2 separate regions of the Gasterosteus aculeatus genome follow, and region 2 is linked to region 1. The links are chromatin contacts, called in public Hi-C maps. All regions are on one chromosome and are shown on one strand. The core of a region is the stretch at or near the end of the contact, and the rest is flanking DNA. Distances in the headings are between cores, read along the strand shown.

What was found. Hi-C and Micro-C count contacts between places; a contact is called where the count stands out from the background.
Region 2: a Hi-C map of blood and trunk muscle shows a contact between it and region 1, with 3 times the contacts expected there. The contact joins the promoter of gtf2a1 here to the enhancer-like site in region 1. A contact is called at or near these places in 5 of 6 Hi-C or Micro-C datasets (blood and trunk muscle, skeletal muscle, tail fin and 1 more).

What each region holds. Positions count from the first base shown.
Region 1 is chr18:2,031,456-2,037,380 of fGasAcu3.hap1.1, reverse strand. All of the region lies in intron 1 of LOC120807839 (26S proteasome regulatory subunit 4), which reads left to right. Among protein-coding and RNA genes, the nearest start is that of LOC120808397, 19 kb to the right of the region's middle. Within about 2 kb of position 2,805, at least 2 of the 9 cell types and tissues checked have open chromatin away from gene starts, as enhancers often do.
Region 2 is chr18:2,128,637-2,134,561 of fGasAcu3.hap1.1, reverse strand. gtf2a1 (general transcription factor IIA, 1) reads right to left here and starts at 2,657. Exons shown (of 10, transcript XM_040160135.2): 1 at 2,347-2,657; 2 at 817-918; 3 at 1-227. The coding sequence starts at 2,376. The region is part of intron 1 of LOC120807839 (26S proteasome regulatory subunit 4); the gene reads left to right. LOC120808118 (forkhead box protein N3) reads right to left here. Exons shown (of 6, transcript XM_040160752.2): 6 at 4,701-5,925.

The DNA.
Region 1 (5,925 bases), core at 1,556-4,055:
ATTTCTTCTACATAGCCCTTAGGATGCAGGTGGTGCACCCTTGGCCGAAGGTCTGACCTCTTCATGACTCCTTTATACTAGTTTGAATATGATGCTGGGATTGACTTTCTAAGTCAGTCTTTATCTACAGTATGAATATAATACTTACTATTTTTTTTATAGCCCAAAATAACAAATGACTAATTTGCCGCAGAAGGATTTACAGTCTGTACACATGCAACATCCTCTGTCCTGAGTGTCACAGTTTGGGTTCATGTCCTGTTTTATTTTGTAGTTTCTTGCCTCTCGTGTCCCTGGGTAACTTCACTTCCTGCCTTGTCCTGTCTTCCCCTGTGATTGTCTGTCGTGTAATGATTGTTTCCACCTGTGTCCAATGACCTGTACCTCCCTTGTGTATTTAAGCCATGTGTGTCACTTCTTGCGTCATTGTTGAATGTTTTGGATGTTCCTGGTTCCCGTCTGCGTTTTTGCCCCTTGGCCTTTTTGCGTTTGGAGTTTTTGACCATTAAAGTCTTATTTTGTTTGAAACTCTGCGTTTGAGTCCTGCCTGCCCCGCATCCGTGACACTGAGACCCTTCAACTTCAACTGGGAGAAGACTTCAGGGGAAAGGCAGCAGATCCCTCTATCAGGATGGACACAGTGTGATAGATGTCATGTGTACAGCATGAACAACGTAAATGATGTTCAATACATTCAATGCATACAACGAAAATAATTCAAATATTGAGAGTAGTTAGCCAGGTGTAAGGGCAGGACCACTTTAGGAACCACCAGTAATAACCACTATCAGACGTAACCACCATACGATGTAACCAACATCAGACGTAACCACCATACGATGTAACCAACATCAGACGTAACAACCATCAGACGTAACAACCATCAGACGTAACCACCATCAGACGTAACCACCATCATCTGTGTTTCTACCTCATTAATGCTGAACCTAAAAGTATTTCATATTTATGACACAGGGATCAATAAGGTTACAGTTAAATGGGTGACGTCATTAGTGATTAACATAGTATTTAAAATATATGATACAGCGATCATTGATGCCCCAGTTGTGAACACTTGCATTGTCATACAATTAAATAAATAGAAACATTTTCTGTGATTCCCCAAGGTAGTATTTATCATATTATCTGCTCTGACATTTTGAGTGTTTTCGGCGAGTTAAACCATTTACTCATTGCCGTTCGGTATTTCCTTCCAGTATTTTCCTGGTGGTTTATAACTTTTCCTCTTCTTGACTCTAGGATTAAGCCTGCCCCCTGTTGAATTTGTTTGTCTCTATTTTTCGGACCTTCCGTGTATGACTTCCTCACGCAGAATGAAAGCCCTCGCTTGCACCTTGGCCCGTCTTCTGTGTTTTCCTCTGCTCATGAGTTTCTGTTCCAACCCAGAAACATCACACAGTGGCTGGAAGGCATAGATGCAGTCAGCTGTTAGCCAACACGTTGTCCACAGCATAAAAGTAGGCAAACCGTTTTTTCATAGTGAGTCTGGGATGCGGCAGGGAGTCGGCCATGCACCCAGCTTTTGAGTGTTTTCTATAAATTCTTAGATTATGCCAATGCCAATGTTAATTATTTTTGTCTTTTAAATTTATGCTAGGCAGCTACAGTATGGTAAGAAAAAAACATTTATTATGGCACATGCAAACACAGAAAAAAATTGAAACTAAAAGTAACCACACAATCCCTTTACTTCCCCCCCCTCACTAAATACGTGCATCACTTCCTCTTGGACTAACACTCAGGGCCTCATGTCCGTACATTTGCAAACGTAGCGTTATCAGCGCCAAGGAAATTCAGTGATAACAAAGTTGATGTGTTATTTGGACATTAGCAGTTGGAAATTGTATGTATGGTAACTAGTGCGTTGTAGCAAAGCGTGAAATACTTGTGCTGTGATACGGCTGAGTACAGACTGCGATATTCCCACTGCTGATGCTTTGACTGTTTGATAATGATCCTGATGGCAATAATTAATGTAATGTAGCAAGGAGTTTAACAAATGCTGGAATGGACTGTGAACACTGAGTAGGAGAAGCAACGTCATCTGATTTCTTCTAGTAACTGTAAAATTGCATGACTGCTGAGAATTTTTGGTGCAAAACACAGGCAATCTTCCACCGGCGGTTTCTTAATACACTTAATACACTACATAATACACTTTTCCCTGGACCCTCCCGTCAATGCATATGCATGACACGAAAAGCAAAATTTGCATTTTTCAGTTTCCGCGACAGGCAGTCTGCACTTTCACCTCAGTGCGGCTTGTTTGTACAAACCTCACAACGCTTTTACGCACACGTTGCAGAACAAATACGCCTGAAGTGGGCGCAAAAAGCGTTAGTACATGTGGCCCTGAATGTTGGTACCGGATGTTTTCTTTGAGGTTCAGAGTCTTCTATCATAGATTTACTTCATAGAATACAAGGTTTGCTAAAGACCACCACTGCTGAAGTAAAGCAGCTGTTGTGATAGTATTAATACTGTTTAAAAATTCATACAATGGAAGATAATACATAACAAACAACTACAACAAAAAAAATGTAGGATGATATGATAACTAAAAGAGGCTTCTTCTATCAACATCTACATTGGTTGATATATATACATAGTATTACAAGAAATACACATGCATGAATACGACTATAACAAGATGGAATGAGAGAACACATGTTGCCTGAAGAAATTCACCTCCATACCCCCCTTGCACACACACACATACTGTCCATACCTTCCTGCTCGTGATGCCTCCTACCCTGAGTCTCTCGAAACAGGTGACATCCTGTGTTGTCTGTGGTTTGAAATAATCTCATACAACAGATGGGTCCTTTCCCCCGAGCCTGCCAGCCAGGCCCGCATTGCACCGCGGGCACTGGTGGCAACGAAAATACGAAGGCTACCCACCCCAGACGAGATTGGTCCAACTCTCATCGCGGTGCCCACCAAGACAACCCACTACTGCACACGCCACTCCAACAGAACGGGTTTCTCTCCGTATATACTGGTGGGCTTTTAATTCACTTCCTGTGCTCTTCTGGGCTAACATTTTTTAGTGAAGCTGAAGGAAAAGGGAGGATATGATGTTTGGGGAGCGAGAGCGACATTGTTCAGATTCCTCAAAACAAGCAGTGAACTCTTAGAATCAAGAGTGTCAATGAAGAGCAGCAATGACTGGTGTGATAGTAAACACCTTGTTAGTGGCCGATCTACACGTCGACCTGTGTCTTATTACTTATTACTTTATATGTACAGATATGATTGAAGGTTCCAATATCCACAACAGCCATATTGAGCCTGTGTAACCATGAAGTTTATTCTTGTTTGGCTTTGGACTGAGGTTAGCTCCAGTTTTATTTTCCTTGTGCCAACCAGCTCCTGGATTCATATTTAACAGATGAGAGTGGTATTGATTGTCTCGTCTTGTCTGATAGCAAGAAGGCGTACTTCTCAAATGTTGATCTTTTCATTTTAAATTTAACAGCATTTTGACTTGTAGTTACACCTTTGCCCTTTTGATAAGCCTGAGTTTTCAGTAAGATGTATTGACACGTAACAGTGAGACCTCTTGGATATTGCATATGTTTAAGTTTGAAAGGCTACCTCTGTTCACATGGTGTGTGTGTGTGTGTGTGTGTACATACAGGTCAAAAAAGCTTACTGCATCCTAAATGAAACTCCTCCTTGTCCTCTTTTCTTTTATGGGTTCACGGAGTCACCCTCCTCTTCAACTTTTATCAAACAATCCTCGGTCCTCCTCTCACCTCTCTTACCTCATTAATAATACCTCTTATTGACAATATTGGGAAATATTGTCTTCCCAATATTTTCTAACTTGCACCATGCTTCCCCACCTCCATCCTCCCCCACTTTGTGTCCTCCGACCGCCCTTCTGTAACAGTTCTTCTGGTGACGGCATGCAAAGAGGCTGTTCCTTTTGTGCCACGCTGAAAAGGACTCATGGCTTGTGCGCGTGTGTGTCTTTGAATGAAGTGGGTGGGAGGTCAGAAAGCCTGACATGGGCATCCATCAGCGGCGAGCATGCGGCGTGCCGATCGCTGTCACAGAGATTTCAGTCAAGCTTGTCCACATCAATTATCTGTGATAAATGGGACATAAGCACACACACACACACACACCTCTACTAACCCCAAATACCACCTATTGCAGCTACCCTTCATTGTTGCCAGCCTCTCTCCACAATCTCAGTAACCTCAATACAATATCTTTCAGCAGCAGCTATAATAAGACACAAAAGAAGACTGCATGTTTTGAAGGCCAGCAGAGCATGACACGGAGGAAGAAGCCTTGTTAAAAGCTCCAGCAACTCTGTCTTCTTCTGTGTCTCGCACTAATGGATGGTTAAATTTAGAAATATGGTCAAAGGAGAAGGAAAAAGAAGGAGGAAAATATTTCCGCCTTAGGAACATTCTTTTTCAGTGGAGGATTGTAAAGAGCTTCCCTCAATGTGTTGAAAAGGATTTTAAAAAGCACAACCTGCTCAAAGTGTATTAATCAAGGGCAAAACAAAACTCAATATTTCCCGTTGTCATGTAGGAAAAGACTAAAAAGCCACAACTTTCATGAAGTAAAACACCTTGCAAGGGTTAATGTTGCAAGACGAAAACATAGACAACTCTGTTGTAAAGACCTGTCAATCAGCGTGTAATCCCGCCCTAAAGCATGCCCTACATTGCGGCCTGTTTGGCTCTAAATAGACCATGAAGGAAAAATAAGCATCATGTTGTATTGAAGAAGACTTAAAACTAAAGATTGAGACTAAACTCATGTTTAAAATGCCTAATGAATAAATCATTTAGTCATAGACTTCTATTAAAATGAATAGTTGCCCTCTGGTGGTCAATTCGGACTGGCTCCCTGTTAGTTTAAGAATTGATTTTAAGATTTTATTCATGACTTTTAAAGCACGTCTGGCCCCGAGCTACATTGTTGAAATGTTAGCCCCACATGAGCCAGCTCGCAGCCTCAGCTCCTCCAGTCAAACCCTTCTGGCCGTTCCAAAGTCGAGGATTAAGTCATGTATGTATGGTGACGGCCCTCTGGCTCTGGCAGGGGCCCGTGTCTGTCTGTGTGTGTGTCTGTGTGTGTGTGTGTGTGTGTGTGTGTGCGTTTGTCCCTTCGGCCTGTCTTGCAGGTCCGTGGTAGGAGGAGCTCGTCAGCGCAACTGGGAGCATCTGGCCGACGTACTTACGGCCCCTCCGTCCCGGCCTGTCGTCCCCAGCGTTGCTCGCGGGAGCTTTGTTTCTTTGTGTTGTCGGATGTGGAACAACAAATAATGTGCCGTCTACCGCGCAGTGTATGTATATATATATATTATATATGTGTACATATATTCTTTTTTTGTTTTTCTGTGCTTGTAGCTGTTGTGTTCATTGCCTCTATGGCATGGTCTCTTTTGTCTCACAATTCATGAAAGTTTTACTTGTATAAATCATGTTTGCTTCTCTGTACACCCTGTGTTTGAAGGTGCTATATGAATAAAGTTAAAGCACTTCTGCGTTGGCTTCACTCTGCAACCTGGAGGTTACAACCCGGTAGCTAAATGTCTAAACTTTTGACTCTAAAGGCTCTTTTCTAGGATTTGTACAATAAAGTTCAAAGAAATGATACTATCCAACATGTGTCACAAAGAGAGCAGCCCATTTTGAATTCCCCTTTAAAAACCTCCTGGGAGTTTGACCCTCACTCGTCAGTCCTCATCTTTCGAATTCCGAGACCTGGCTGGTGCACTCTGCAACAGATACCGTTGCACACAGGCATATTTTTGTATCGTTATAAGATACACCAGCTCACCACAAAAACATCTGCATATTTCAGGGGCAGAGGCCATTTTGAGGGCAACTGACAACTGACCAAGCGGTGGGGTTTGACTGGTTTGGATTCACGGGT
Region 2 (5,925 bases), core at 1,408-3,907, 97 kb before region 1:
TGCTGCTGGGGGGGCAGAATGACCTGCTGGGCCTGTGCAGGCTGATTCACCTGCTGGACCTGATGCACCTGCTGAACCTGCTGCTGGACCTGCTGCACCTGCTGCACCTGCTGGACCTGATGCTGCTGCTGCTGCTGCTGCTGCTGCTGCGCGGCCTGCAGGGCTGCCTGCTCCTCGGTGTGGAAGCCCTCCACTGCCTTGGACTGCAACAGCTTGTTTTCCCACAGCTGGAGCATCAGGCAGAAGAAGCGGGATGTGTCACAGGTTGAACATTTTGTGATTAACACTTTTTTTTGGGGGGACCATGCTCTGAAAATGGCACACGCATGATGAAAGATGCATTCACTCTGGAAGTACTTTGTCTATATGGACAATGTTATTCCTGTCAGGATAAAGGGGAACCGCTGTGAGCGAAAAATCTGTTTATACGTCACTGGTGAAGAAATAAATCAATATGACCACACACAAAAAAAAGAACCGCTTGACAAATACCACCAACGGCCCTATAAAACATGCAGATCCTTTTTCTTTGCTGGCTTCTAGCTTCGATTATAAAATGTTTACATAAGCAACGCTGTGTGCACAAAACTAATTTGCATCACATATTTTATAACTTGTTGTGTTTGGAGGATTTTCAAGGATTATTCCTTCGTGATGAGCACACAATAACCCTGTTCGAGGTTGATTCTGGCTCGGTTCCGAACCAAATTTGTTGATTCTCGAGCAGAAAAAGTTATGAAGAATACGTTCATTCACAACAATCACATAAAGCCCTCCTGTAGGGGGGGGGGGGGGATCGGTAATGGGGACATTTACCGTTTTCAGCTCCAGAAGCACCTGCTCGTCCACTCCCTCATCCAGGAAGAGCTCTCGTACCTCGTTGATCACATCCTCAATTACAGACTTATATAGTTTAGGCTACGAGGAAGGGAAAGAGAGCACATTACTATGTTTACTAGGTAAATATACATTGTATGTGTGTGAATATATATACACACACACATATACATACACACATTGTCAGTTTACACGTCATATTCATAAATGCTTAATAGGAACATCAACCACAGCAAACATGTAACGAACCATCTAAATATGTGTTTAGTTCTCTTGCATAAGCATATCTTATTATGTCACACTACAGTGATACTTCTAGGATTGGTCGGGTATGGAAGCTGGGATTTAGCGTGTCGTGACAACCTGCAATACGCGGCGTCCACTTCACGTTCGCCATGTAAAAGGTTCGCGGTGGAGCGACGGTCGGGTTTCAGCACGGAAGGAGAGCGACGGGACGAGCGAAGCCTCCGCGGCGTGACCCGCCGCGCCCCTGCGGCCGCAGCACGGCCCTCGGTCCCTCCGCGCCTCCCTCGGCCCGCGCGCGCGCGCGCCTCTCCGCTATTTAAAGCCACGTCCGCGGTTTATAAGCGGAGGCGGTGACGTGGCGTCGAGTAGCGCCTTCCCATCCCGGGCAGTCTATATTAGAGAGCCAACATGGCCGTATATAACCGGGAGGGGGAAAAGAGGAGGGCCACAAGCGGAGCGAGGGGCGACGTGGAAGCCATTTTACGGAGCGGCGAAACGCGCGCCCGAAAGTCCGGTACGCCGAAGCCTTGTGCGGCGGAACGTACAAGGTGCTTTCGGCGTTTTATCTCATGGCCGCTGGGCTTTGACGAAGTGCGTCAGTGTGGCCGTGTCGGCGGGGAGCGGACTACTTTGTCGTGAGGCGGGTAGCGGCGGCGGTTTGGCCCGCTGGTCGTGGAATGGTGGACGGCGGGGAGGCTTTTCACTGAGCGGTGGCGGCTTGTCGGCCACGGAGACTTTTAATTAAAAAAAGGACCACAACACAAGCCGTTCGCAGTGGTTTGGTGGCGAGGTGCTTTGCAAACATCTAAAACTGCGCCAGATAAAAGACTATTTAGCCGATTTAACGTTACAGATTCGTCCTTTCACAAGAGACTCGGCCACGCAAGAAACGCTCCGACCGCCATCAACGGCACAACCACCGACTCGTGTTCACATGGGAGTTTACAGATACTACGCTGGTATGAACCAGTAGCTCCACCGGACATTTAAGCCCATAACTAACCAGCCGTAAGAACATCTGCATTCTGCGGAACGTCACTGGTCACCAGCCATCGCTCCCACCAGATGGCTTTATCGGAACACGACCTGAGCTCAGTTGAAGAATGATTAAAATGGCCGATTAACTGAAGACGTTCTTCGTTTTATTTGGTAGAACAATGATGTGTTTGCTAAGCCTGAATGACACAAACATCTCGTTGACAGCTTCCTCTCATCTTAGCCCCCCCATTTCCCCGCTGACAATCCTTAGAGATTGATCCTTACCACTGGGTTCGAGTTAGCCGAGCTCGCCATTATACGCGTAGTGTAAAAACCACACGGAAATAGGCGAGAGATAGAGCCAAAAAAATTACAAAAAAAATGACTTAAAACAACTGGGAACGCTCTCTTAAAACAGCCGGCATTACTTTTGTAAATAAAACACAGTTTGAGCGGTCTTATTTACAATCCCGGGCTGCGACTCCCAGCCGCCGTCCTGCCGTCGTGGTCCTGCTTTATATACTGAGCGTGGAGCTGCGAGTGCGCGAGACATAGGGCAGGGTCGCGCCGCACTTCGCGCGAGATCTCGTCCGGCGCATGACGGCCGCGCGAAAGGCGCGCCGCTGGGAAATGTAGTTTACAGGGGTTTTAACGTGCTACGAGGTAAATACACGTGCGCAGAGCGCATTAGCTCTGTAATGCTCGGTGATCTTGTTTACGGAATGAGGCCACGTGTGAATAATGTGACCCATATAAGGAGAAAATCACAGTATCCCAGGAGCCAGTTTCATTGGTAGATTATTACACGATACAAACATAGTGATGGATATATAAATCCTAAAACATGGACGTCAGCCCGAGCATTAATGCGTGGCGTTTGTAATATCTGATCTGAGGGCAGAGAGAACACACAAGGCGCTTTGACCCTCCTGGTTTAGCTTTCTGTTACCATCTCTTCAATTTTCACGCATGTCTGTAAAATGCACTAAAAACAATTCTTTATCATTTGTTTTTCGCATCTCTTGGTTACCTTTGTTAAGCCAGCGCTGCCTCTGGGCCTTTTCTTTGACTCTGCAGGTCACCAAAACCGTACTGAGTTGACCTCACATGGTCGTCTTTGATTTGTTTTATCGTTGTGCACTGATAACGAGGGAGAATCCCCTGAAGATCACCTGATTAATGCTTCTTTCATGCATTTAAAACCTTTGAAAGACAAGAGGAACGTCAAAGCACAAACCGCAGTGCTTTGTAATTAGACTTTAATCTTAATCTACATCTCTGTGGAAACATTTCTGCATTTGTTTGCCTGTGTTTATGTCAATGATCGCTGATTCAGGTGTTAACGTAACTTCACTTGTCATTGATTTTCATTCCGTTTGCATTGCTGTTGTTATGATATATCTGTAATGGAACCGTACTTGTTCACAGGAACAGTTGGTGCCTTTGTTGACGGTTCCAGATGACGTTTGAAGCCACGTCAGTAACTTCCCGCCGCCACCAGAGTGTGATCACGCCACATCGCAGCGGCCCGGAAAACAAGCTCTCCTTTTCTGATTCCATGACACACATCCATTCACTGGGATTCAACTATTTTAATTCAATAAAGGGTGAGGGATTTTTGGGGGGGGGGGGGGGGGGGGGGGGCGGTAGCCACATCTATTGGTTATGTTGAATCAAAAATACACCTGTTCTGAGCACCAGGGCAACGTTTCCAGATCACCATTAAAGCTTCGCAGCGACCGGGAGAACGTTACCTCCACTTCTGTCTCCATGGAAACTTGCTCGGCGGGCATCGTGTGGAGGAGACGGCGCGGGAAACACGCAGCATCGACCACCTCAGCCCCCCCAGCGGGCCTCCCCCACCACCGAATTACACAACTCGCTTCATTCAATTTAAATTAAAAGTGGACTCGACACTGATGAAAACATTTTTAAATTCACTCGTAAGTTTTGTTCTGTACGAACCAAGTGCTCACGTGGGGTACGATGCCCTCTAAAGATCTACCGAATGCACCCCCCCAGCCCCCCGTCTTTCATCGCTGTGGTTGCATAGCAACAGAGGAGCAGCTAGCTCCAGTGGTGTCGGCGGTGCACAGGGAGCCACTGGTGCGATATTAAGTCCCAGCTTCAATTATGAATGGGCCCCCACCGCCACGCGGCTCCAGAGCGACACCACCCAGAGCGATAAGGCGCGGAGGAACTCTTTGGTACACTTAACTCTTTTACTTCCTTCCCTTGGGGGGGGGGGGGGGTCTGACTTTAATCAGAAATATTGAACTTAACCGATTAGAGGAAGTAAATGAATAATTAACTGGCGGAAGAGGAGTGGCTGTGATAAGACCCGTGTTGATGGGAATGTGCGAGGTTAATGATTGGGGTCAGTCTCGAGAGTCACAAAGCGACCGCTTTACCAGCAAATGGGGGCTAGTGTGTGTGTGTGGGGGGGGGATATCATTTCTTACACGCGTTCACTGTATTCAACTCTGGATTCTGATGGACGAATTGTGAATTTGCTGCTATTGAGGCGCCTGCCAGCGTTGCTGTGCTCGAACGCGTCGCGGTGGTCAACGCGTGCATTGTTCCCCACGACAGACCTCCCGGGCTCCGGTCTGTCAAAAGGATCAGCCAGACGAACCCTCTGCAACTTGTATTTTTTATTATTGCAACCAACTGGAAGACAATACATCACATGAACATCATTGCAGTTTTTCAGGAAATGGAAAACAAAATAAAACAACATTTATATATTTTTTGCCACGGTATTAGACAACGTTGATATTTACATGTAGTGATGAAATAGGTCTTAAATCATTCTTTGGCAATATGATTGCACAATAAGGAGAGAATTGAACATTTAGTAAAACAAAAACAACAACAACACTCTCTGCACTCTGCAGCTCATCGCACAAATCAATAGCATTTGCATTTTGACATCGCTTACCCATGTGCTCTCCGATGTTCAGCTCACACAGTCACTGACAAAAAACAATGGCAGTATAGTAGAGGGGGAGAAAACAGAACAGAAGAAAAGTGCATAACAATGGTAAAAAAAACAACAACAAAATGGCAACTTTATTCTTTTGAGCGTTTCGTTCCGTTTGGCGGGTCTGAAACAAACCCCCTTGTTTCAGGGGCCTTTTCAGGCCAAGGTAGATTTTAACCTTCCAGGACTCGTAGGTCCGGAGTTCATCCTCTTCTTCTTCTTCGGAGGAAAAAAGAGGCGGTTGCTACAGCAACGCGTCCCCCCCCCACCTCCCCCCCGACATGAGTCCTGTTGCTGCTGACAACCAGCTATCAGACCAGAGACACGTGTCTCCTTCTGGCCTGTTTTGTGTGTGCGTCTATGTCGGCACGGATGCAAAGCCAGTGATGCTACGGGGGGGCAGAAGACTGCCCCGGTGGACGGGGCCGTCACTTAAACCAAACCCTGGTGTGACAGCTGCTACAGCCAAACGCGGCCCGCGCTACAAAGCGCCTTTCTGCGCGCGCACGCACGCCAACGGACAGGGAGAAGCACGCTGAATCATGGCGGTGTGGCGTTTATATCACTTCTGCTGCAAAAATGTCAGAACTCACCTCTCCCCTCGTGGACCAACACCACTTTGTTTTCTTGATTCTAAGTGAAATACACACATTCTTTTTTGTTAATATATTTAAAAATGCTCTGTCTGTGGATCGGGCTCTTGGGATCAACATGTATGCAAGCTTGACATCCGAAGGGACCAAAAGGGGTTAAAAATACTGTGTGTAAATAAAAAAAAAGATAAAGACTTTTGTCTCCTACGTTCCTCTTCCTTTCCAATCCGGGTTCTAAGTGGCCTACTTGGGGATTTCGGGTTGTTCCGGGACGCCGACACGGCCGCC